Linked DNA regions of Hordeum vulgare: region 2 is linked to region 1. Evidence: chromatin contacts called from public Hi-C data. All regions are on one chromosome and are shown on one strand. Each heading gives the region's core, a stretch centred on a gene start, on an enhancer-like site or on the middle of the called end of the contact. The rest is flanking DNA. Distances are from core to core; before and after follow the strand shown.

Region 1 (4,726 bases), core at 892-3,391:
GCACTTTTTTTTTGGCTAAATAATTGAATCGAAGTAGTATTAGTAGTTATTTTTAGGGGGTATTATTATTATGACTTGTGGGAGTACAACTGTAGAGTGGGGAATACAGGCCCACTGTGTCGGTCGTGGACAGGTCCGCTCAAGTGTGCACTGCAGTGAATGGGTTGCATTGCATTAAACACGTCAGGCTGTTATTAGGTTTCGCCATTGAATGGACACTCACATGATGCATGGCGCCCACCGTAGCGGTTTATTTAACTTGGTCGGCGACGTTTATCGGCCATATAAATGCGTCGTTACTTGGTCTAAGATTCGGCCATGACCCATGAGTGAGTAAGCTGGTTTTAGCTAGGGAAAGAAGGAGATCAGGGAGCAGACGTCATGAGCAACAAACAGCAAGCCGGTCAGTACTTGTCAACTACTATGTGCAAGACTAATTTATTTCCTTGCCATAAAAGAACCAAGCGTGCAACTGCATCAAACTGACAAAACGTTTCCAGCAAGGAGGATCGAGGTACAACAGAACGGTGATGATGGTCACTAGAGATGAACATTTTTGGTAGTTAATTAGGTTAGCCGGAGTACACACATACGTAGTATGTATATATGGGTATGTATGGATTTGACTGGTTAGCCCCACACGGCCACACCAACAGCCAGTGAGACACCGCTATAAATGCCAAACATGAGCCTTTTTTAGAGGAGAGTGGTGGGTATCATAGCTAATAACATAGTTTTAGGACTAGCAAACATGGTGATGTGGTAAGTAATTAAAAAAAAGGATTATAGTAACATAGGTAGATACCGTACCATATTAAATGTTATGCTACTATGTATCATGCATGTCAATAAATGCTATGATACTATGCACTATGAAGGTAGTATCATACAATAGTAACATATGCATGATATTAATATATGTTACTCCTCATTATGAGCAGCCTCAGATTAAAGGTGGGTAAAATAAAATGGGTGTCATTTCTGTCTGGCAGGGGGAGCTCACGGACTATACCAGTGTCACGTCGCTATACTGGGCAAGGAGGGAAGGATTCTCGACTGTGTTGGTGAGTTCTTGGTTGGTCTAGGTTAAAGAAACACGGGCACTCTTACGTATACGCCGGTAAACGAGTTACCGGACTGTCACTGTGAGTGACTTGTATCTCTTTTCTTTATGTTTGTCATGTGTATGTTAGCATTCAACCCGTAAAACCCCTGGTCCTGGATTATACCCAACTTGTTTCTGTGGCCTAACTTTTATTTTTGATAATACCTTTCATCATAAATATTTTTGTAATTCTCAGTACTAAAAGTTTTTTTATCAATCCATATGACCTGTGCAAATTTAGCAAGATGTTTGTGTCTATTTTTGTAAATCATACGGTATACGAGAACAATAATGGTTAGACGTTGATCTAACAGTTCGAAAAATAGCCATTTGTTGAGAAAAAATCAGAAGCTGGTGCGTGCATATACCTGCATGAAGAGGAGCGAGCACATATCAGGATCCTCGGCGCTCACGTCCACCCACGGCGCCAGCGCTGCCTCCTTACGCGGCCGCTCCTTGTCCGCCAGGAAATCCTCCATGGTCACCTCCACAGTTGCCTGCTGGAACCTCACCCCGGCGTCGTTCAGCTTCACCTCCCACGACCCGTCGGCGTGCCGCCGGAGCCTGCCCGCCATCTCCGGGAAGAAGCACAGCACCTCGCCCAGCGACTCCTTTACCCATATGCCTTCCTCCAGCGGCGCGTCGTCGCCGCGGTAGTAGAAAACCGCGCGGAGGCGCCGCTGCAGCGCGGTCGCCGGGAGCGGCGGCGCGGCCACGGCTATGACGCGCGTCCTGTCGGGCTCGACGAGGCGGGTCGGCAAGCCCGTCTGCACGGACTCGATGTGCACCTGTGGTGACGCCGGAGTGGCTGCCATTCTTGGAGCTCGGTCGGCTGCGTGCGCCTCGATGGTAGTGGGTTCACGGCTCGTCGACGGTACACTTGCTGTACTACTTGGTGGATGTCTGGCACAGAGGAGGTCCCGTATTTATATGGGCTTTGCCTTCCGATGGTGCAAGTACAACTGAATTTTTCCAATTAAATGCTACGGGTGAGGATGGCAATGCGTATCAGCATGCTAGGGCAAGCACATCCACGGTGTGTTTGGATTTGGGCAGTACTAGGCGCGCCTAAATTTGGGCCGGTCGGCAGCAGCCATATGGACTGTAGCCGTCCGATCCACTACGCCTTCTTCCTCTTCCTATGTTTGAACGAAGTACGTCCTCCTTCTAAATCTTGTCGATCTCGTATGGCGCTCGTGCTTTATATATGAACATCGCCTTTGTTGATCGCGGTCTTCATCGACCGTCCTCGTCGCCGGTCGACAGTCGCGGCCCTCACCGGCCGGCCTCGTCATCGATCACGATCCTCGTCGGCTGTCCTCGTCGCTCGCTCACCCATGCAACAGGTGCACCCCGCGGTTGCAGCTCCGCGAGGCAACACTTGTAGCTCATAGCTCCGACGGTGGCGGTCATCGCTCCGGTGAATATGGTCGTAGCTCGGGCGGAGATGGCCTCATGGTAGCGACTTCGATGGCTTCATGTGACAGTCTCATGGTAGTGTTGGTTTCAACAAAAAAGAATGCGGGATGTAACAAAATAATACAATGGTTGTAGTAATTTTTCATCGTGGGTCACAACTCAGTTATGATGATGTAGCAAAATTTAATGTCGGTTGCAGCAAAAAAATATGATGTCTGCTACGGATAAGGGCGGATGATTTTTCGAGGAAATCATCCGCCTAGCCAGCCGTTCGACCTGGCGTTGGTGAACATCCGATATGGAGCTGCACCAGAAGCTGCATGTGTTGTCCATGGCAACATTAAGCCTCCACGAAGCTCCTTAGCAACACCAGCAGCGAGACGAAGCCTACAACCGAGCACCGCCGAGACCAGTGAAGCTCCATTGCAGCACCGATGGAGCTTCATTGCAGCCTAACGACCCGGCGATGCGTCGACAAAGCTTCATTGCAACGACGGCAGCTCCATTGCAACACCGGGAGTTGCCGGCAACCACTCCATTGCAGCGTTGTGAGCTCCGTCGCAGCGCCACCGGCCTCTGCCGATTGCTAGCTCCATTTGCAGCGCAGGGAGTCACCGGGAGCGCTCCATTGCAACGCTGGGAGTTGCTAGTGGCTACTCCATTGCCACGCTGGGAGCTCCATTGCAGTGCAGGGAGTCGCTAGGAGCCATCGGGCGCTCCATTGCAGCGCTGGGAGTCTGCAACGAGCACTCTATTGCAACGCCATGAGCCGCAGTCGCAGCTCGACAAGCCGCCGCCGAGCGCTGCATCCTCTAGTGACAATTGTTGCCCCATGCATTCATTGCGGGGAGCGGTGACCGTCCCTTTGTTTTCGAGCAGCGGACAGGAGTAGAGGAAGTGGGGGCAAAGGATAGAGAAAAAATCGGAGGAGGAAGACGAAGGATATAGACGAGGAGAAAAATGCGAGTGGCTGTGCGGTTCGCTGCGTAGATAAGGAAGAGGGATAGCGGTGCATGGGCCCAAGCCATGGGACGCGTGTCAATCGCACGAGCCGGCTTACGCATCGCGTAGATCAGTCGGATGAAAAAGAATGTTTCCCAGAAAATATGCTAGTTGTAGCAAAACCGCAACGTGGGTTGTGTGATGTAGCAAAATGTGATGTCACTTGTAGAAAAATTTGATACAGATTCTAGCAAAATGCAATGCCGGTTAAAGCATGTAGCAAAATCCGTGGCAACAACTTTTTTTAGAAGCAGCGCTGATGTGTCCTTGCCGCACTTTCCGGCCATAGCGTCGCTCGCTCTCGTCAACCCAATTGCCCCCGACAGCAGCGCTCGTCGCCCCAACAGTCACGTATGTCTTCCTCGACCACCCGCGTTGGTCGGCCATCCACGGAAAGGAAGTGGACCGCGTCAAAGAAGTTAATGCAGGGTCCCACCCGCCAGCGGCTAGCGCGACCAAGCGACCGGCCTTCGGCCGGCGTGTAGACACGAAGGGTTTACCTTTGGATTTAGCCAAGTTCACCTCGTTGAAGCTTATTTTAGACATGCAAATTCAACTTTTTTTCGGTGACAATTTATATCTGCACAAATTTAGTTTGCAAGTATGATAATTTTTTTGCAAAAAATATTTTTTGTCTGATTTGTCGTTCTTAAGTCATCTCCAATGTTGACCTGCAAATTCTCTCCTCCGCGAATAGGGGACCATTCCACGGACACTTATGCCGGAGACCGCCATCTAATGTTAAGTGAATTTTAAATTCAAATAAACGCCGATTTTGGATCACACAAGCGCCAGATCATAAGCCCGATCACAACCAAAATGAGGTAAGTATGCTTATTTTTTTGGTCTTTTATCATTTATGTCACTAATTGTGTTCCATTACTCAGTTTTGTCACTAGGAATATTAACTGCTAAAAAGCCATTAGACATCATTATTGTCAGCTTAAAACTCGTTTACCATGTTATAATGACAGAAATACACATGGACTAAAGGTTAACTACCCTCTATGCGAGTACGATAAAGTGTGGATCTAACTCGATCCCCATAAACGTCTTTATGCCCTGCCGAATGAGCAGTCCGGGCATCCGCGCTCAAGGTGTCATCTCCGCCGCGTATGCAGCTTTCGCCTCCGACGCCTCCAACTCGTCTTTCTGCCGCTGCAAGACCTTGTAGCAGACAGCTTGCACGATCATCGGCAT
Region 2 (4,726 bases), core at 1,614-4,113, 820 kb after region 1:
CTTAAGGGCCGAAAGTGTATTCCAAATGCTAGAATTTAACTTCCCTAGTGATGTTCGACCAATTACACCTCCAAGACGACCTCAGATGAGTAATGTCTCTACATGGGTTGCCTTCATCTCGTCGAAGTGATCGATCTTGATATATACCATCCCAACCCGAGTTCGTATGCAGAAGTTCCAGTCAATAAGGTCTGGCCCGAACCAAGATCAAAATATTACGCTTGACATGAGACACATGTTGATAAGTGTCTGGTACAACACGTGAGCTATTATGCCCTCAAGATGAACTTGAATGGGAAAAAAGCTTCATCTCGTCGAGTCGATCGATTTTGATATATATGTCATCTCAATCCGAGTTCGTATGTGACCTGGAGGGACAAAACCAGATCAGGCTGAAGTTTTAGTCGGGAATCCGAGTGAAAAGTTTGACGGTCGAGTGAAGATTGCCGGCCAAGTGAGAAGATGTAGGGCGGATGAAAAGCTTGTTGTCCAGGTGAAATCATATTATTAGGATGAAGAAATATGATCGTACGATCCGAGTGAAGGATCCTAATATCCGATTGAAAAGGTTTGAATCCGAGTGACATTGGCCAATATCCAATTGGAAGCTGAAAGATAGGTCCAAAATGTTGTCTAGATATCTTGATATGGAAAAGGGTTCAAGAAGAGAGTTGTGCGTATCATCAAGGCGGTTAACTTATCTTTTGGAGTCATCGTCATCGGAGATGGTATGCAGCCTGCAGAAACGATATAAATTTCAGGCAGTACAGTCAGTCGTGTGGCCGAATCCGACTGGGAGTTGAATATGACCTCGCAGAGTATTGAAGATGGCCTTATTTGAAAAAGTGATCAACAAAATAATTGTTTGAATCGTCGATCTGGTAAATTTTGATATATAAATCGTCTCAATCGGAGGGTGTAAAAGATTCTATGGGCCGCGCAAGGACCAAGACAAGAATTTGGGCCAAATTTGGGGTTGAAACCGAGTTAGACTAGAACTAGGAGTCTAGTACGTGATTTGATGTAATTTTCTTCTATGAAAAGCCTAGATGGATCCTTTGCTTGTACAGGAAGTCCAACTTCCTCGTATATATATTGAAGGTGATCGCTGATTGAAACAACACACAATCGAAACATCAATATACTACATTTTCATCTACGTTTATCTCTCCATCGTTTTGATCTCTCGTTCTTCGTTGTTCCTCGAGTTTGAGATCTGCGAATCCCAAGGCTAGGGGCGAGTGAATCGACCAAGGACAGCCCATATCCGCCGCACTCGTTGACAGGGTCTCTCCCGGGCGTGTGGGGCTTCGGGTTTTCAAAAGCATCCGTCGACTGTCTTGCCTATCGCGGTGTCGGTCGGGTCTTCTTCGACGTGAGTTACGGTGCATCAGCCGCAATGTCGAGGGTACACGTGATATGTTCGTGTGTCAACAATACGAGACGTAAGGTGCTAGATATATCTTCTCTCTTTTATAGTTCTGACACACTCACAATCTGATATAGGAACCGAGTTACAAATGAATTGAAGATATTACAGAGAAGAGGAGAGATAAGAGAAGAGAAAATGAAGGGGAAGAAGATAGCCACCGTCGTCGGTTCGTTGATCCATTGGATACCCTCTTCGTCGTCTTTTTTTTCTTGAGTAATCCATCCTCGTCGTCTTCCTTTAATTACTTGTAGTCGTGTTGGTTGCTGGACGAACAAGACCCATGTGTGGCCCATGTAGGAGGGGCTCCTAACATACACGGTAGGTTTGACTAAGAAATTAGCAAAACCATTATAAGGGCATCTCCAATAGTTTGTATGTAATCTTGTTGGTAAAATTGTTCATGTCATCAACCAACAAGGGATCATACAACTACGTCAATGGTTTCATCTAAATTATCCAATAAGAGAAGAGGGAATAAATGCAATTGCTCTTTATGTAACCATGTAACTTGTGCAAGAGCTGTTGGTTAATCTACATACAATTTACTTCTTTTTTTTATTTATGTATTATCACATCATCGTATATTCTAGGTGTCAAAGTTTACCAACAACTATTTTACAGCCATTGATTGAAGATGCCCTAATCCCGTACTAGAGCGTTGTTGCGGACTCGTTAATGTCCTTACTCAAGAAAAAAATGGACTGTCAACGAAGCCTCTCGTGCTATGGTGTGGAACCCTGCTCGTTTCTCATGAAAGACTCCCGCCATCAACACTCGCCGGAGTAGAGAGGAGATCGGATCACCATACGGAGAAAACAATAGCGATATACACGGTAGGTTTGACTAACTCATTAACAAAACCATTATAATCCCGTACCAGAGCTTTGTTGCGGACTAGTTAATAGCACCCGCGGTCAACAGTGCACGCATCCAAACCGGGAGGAGGAGGTCATGACGACCGGTGTCAGTGTGAAGCCGAAGCCGCTGGACCAAGACCGGAAACCACATGCGAGGGAAGGGAAGGGAAGGGCTCGACAAATACTAAAAGAACCGGGCAACTGGGGAGGACGTCGACATGGTGTGCTTCCTTCGTCTTGGTCAATCCACGAAAATCCAACCCCGGGCACCGCGTGGTTAACTACGCACGCTTAACCGCCATTAGACTACTCTTCCGTACACGTACAATCGACACCGCATCTCGGGGAGGCTGGCAAGCTGGCCACGCATGCAGATGCAGAGAGGCGTACTACGGAGTAGAATTAGATAGACTATTCCCCACGCACACGCCGGCACTCGGCTCGGCACGCGGTGGGCTCTAGCCGAGTCTCTGTGCGCGGGCCAGCGCACCGCACCCGCACCGGCGACCTTGTCGCACGCTGGGGTGGCCATGGTATCGCGACGTCAAAGCGCATGGCAACTTGTGACCAACCACTTTGCTGCGCTCCCCGCTCAACAATTAATAATTGACCTGCGGGGCTCTTGAGTCTGGACCCTTCCCCCTCCCCGCTATATAGCTCGAGCCAGACATGGTGTGTCTCTCATCTCGCTTATTTACTACTAGTCGTAGCTCGGAATCGGAGGCTTGCGATCGGGAGTAGTAGGGGTAGTTGATCCTGCTACATCATACATAACCTAACCTGCTGTTTACGGAGCAGCCGATGTCAATTGCCGCGGCCGTCACCGGAACCGCCACCGCGGCGGTGCATGCGCCCGTGCACCACCCGCCACACCACGCCTCCACGCAGCGCGCGGCGGGGCGGCGCGAGCAGTCGCCGCTCAACCCGGGCTCGCAGGCGCTGCGCGCCGCCGGGTCCGGGGCCTCGCCCGCCGCGGACGGAGGCGTGAGGACCCACATCGCCAACCTTGACCGCGTGCTCGGGAAGCCGCCGAGGACGCCGAGCCAGGCGGGGCCGCCCAGCAGCAAGCAGGAGCAGGAGAGCGAGCAGGAACCGCTCAACATCAGGCACGGCCTGCTCAACGCGCTCAACCTATCCTTCTTCGTGCCCATGCCCGGGATGCGGGCGCGCATGGCCGCGGACGAGCACATGTCGCCGCGCAGCCTCATGCACATGCAGCAGCTCCTCTCGGCCGACTCCCCGCGCGCCTCCCCGAGGAGCACCATCGGCCCCCGGTGGCGCAGCCTCCACGGGGAGGGCGGCTGGGCCGGACTCCTCGACCCGCTCGACTCCGACCTCCGCCGCGAGCTCCTCCGCTACGGCGACTTCGTGCAGGCGGCGTACCAGGCCTTCCACTCGCTGCCCACCGCCGCGGCGAGGCACCGTGGCCTCATGCTCCCGGACCGCTCCTACCGCCCCACGCGCAGCCTCTTCGCCACCTCCGCGCTCTCCATGCCGCCGTGGGCCAAGCGCCCCAACACCCCCGAGTGGCTCACGCAGCAGTCCAACTGGATCGGCTACGTCGCCGTGTGCGAGTCCGAGCGGGAGGTCGCCCGCATGGGCCGCCGGGACATCGCCATCGTGCTGCGCGGGACGGCCACCTGCCTCGAGTGGGCCGAGAACCTGCGCGCCTCGCTCGTGCCCCTCGACGGCGAGACCGGCGAGGGCAAGCAGGCCGGACCGGAGGACCCCAAGGTGGCGCGCGGATTCCGGAGCCTCTACAAGACGGCCGGGGAAAAGGTGAATAGCCTCTCGCAGGACGTCATGGACGAGGTGAGACGCCTCATGGAGAAGTACAAGGGCGAGGAGCTGAGCATCACGATCGTCGGGCACAGCCTCGGCGGCGCGCTGGCGCTCCTGGTGGCCGACGAGATCGCCACCACCGTACCCGACGCCCCGCCGGTCGCCGTGGTCTCCTTCGGCGGCCCCAAGGTGGGCAACGCCGCGTTCGTGGAAAAGCTGAAGCAGAGCGGCAAGGTCAACGTCCTCCGCATCGTCAACGCCGGCGACATGGTGACCAAGGTGCCCGGGGTGGCGCCGCGGCTGCCGCTGAGCAAGGAGCAGTATCAGCACGTGGGCGCGGAGCTGCGCATCGACAGCAAGAACTCGCCGTGCCTGCGCCCCGACGTGGGCCCGGCGAGCCGGCACGACCTGGAGGCGTACCTGCACCTCATCGACGGGTTCACGGCGACGGGGCACCCGTTCCGGTACGACGCGCGGCGCAGCGTGATACGGCTGCTGCAGCTGCAGAAGGGGAACGTGAAGAAGGAGTACGTGAACCGCGCCCGGGAGCTCGGCGTCGACCCCGCCGCGCCGGCGGACGTCGGCCGGAGCATGGCGTATGGCAACTGCGCCGTCGCCAGCCCCTCATGACCAAGTCGTGCAGTAAATTAGTTTT

What was found. A called contact is a pair of places that touch in the nucleus more often than the background predicts.
Region 2: a Hi-C map of seedling shows a contact between it and region 1, with 2.2 times the contacts expected there. The contact joins the promoter of LOC123404307 here to the promoter of LOC123405092 in region 1. A contact is called at or near these places in 2 of 6 Hi-C or Micro-C datasets (leaf and seedling).

What each region holds. Positions count from the first base shown.
Region 1 is chr6H:406,152,397-406,157,122 of MorexV3_pseudomolecules_assembly, forward strand. LOC123405092 (putrescine hydroxycinnamoyltransferase 3-like) reads right to left here and starts at 2,142. Exons shown (of 2, transcript XM_045098930.1): 1 at 1,474-2,142. The coding sequence starts at 1,920.
Region 2 is chr6H:406,972,007-406,976,732 of MorexV3_pseudomolecules_assembly, forward strand. It overlaps LOC123404307 (phospholipase A1-Ibeta2, chloroplastic-like), which reads left to right and starts at 2,864. Exons shown (of 1, transcript XM_045098234.1): 1 at 2,864-4,726. The coding sequence starts at 3,091. The coding sequence ends at 4,701.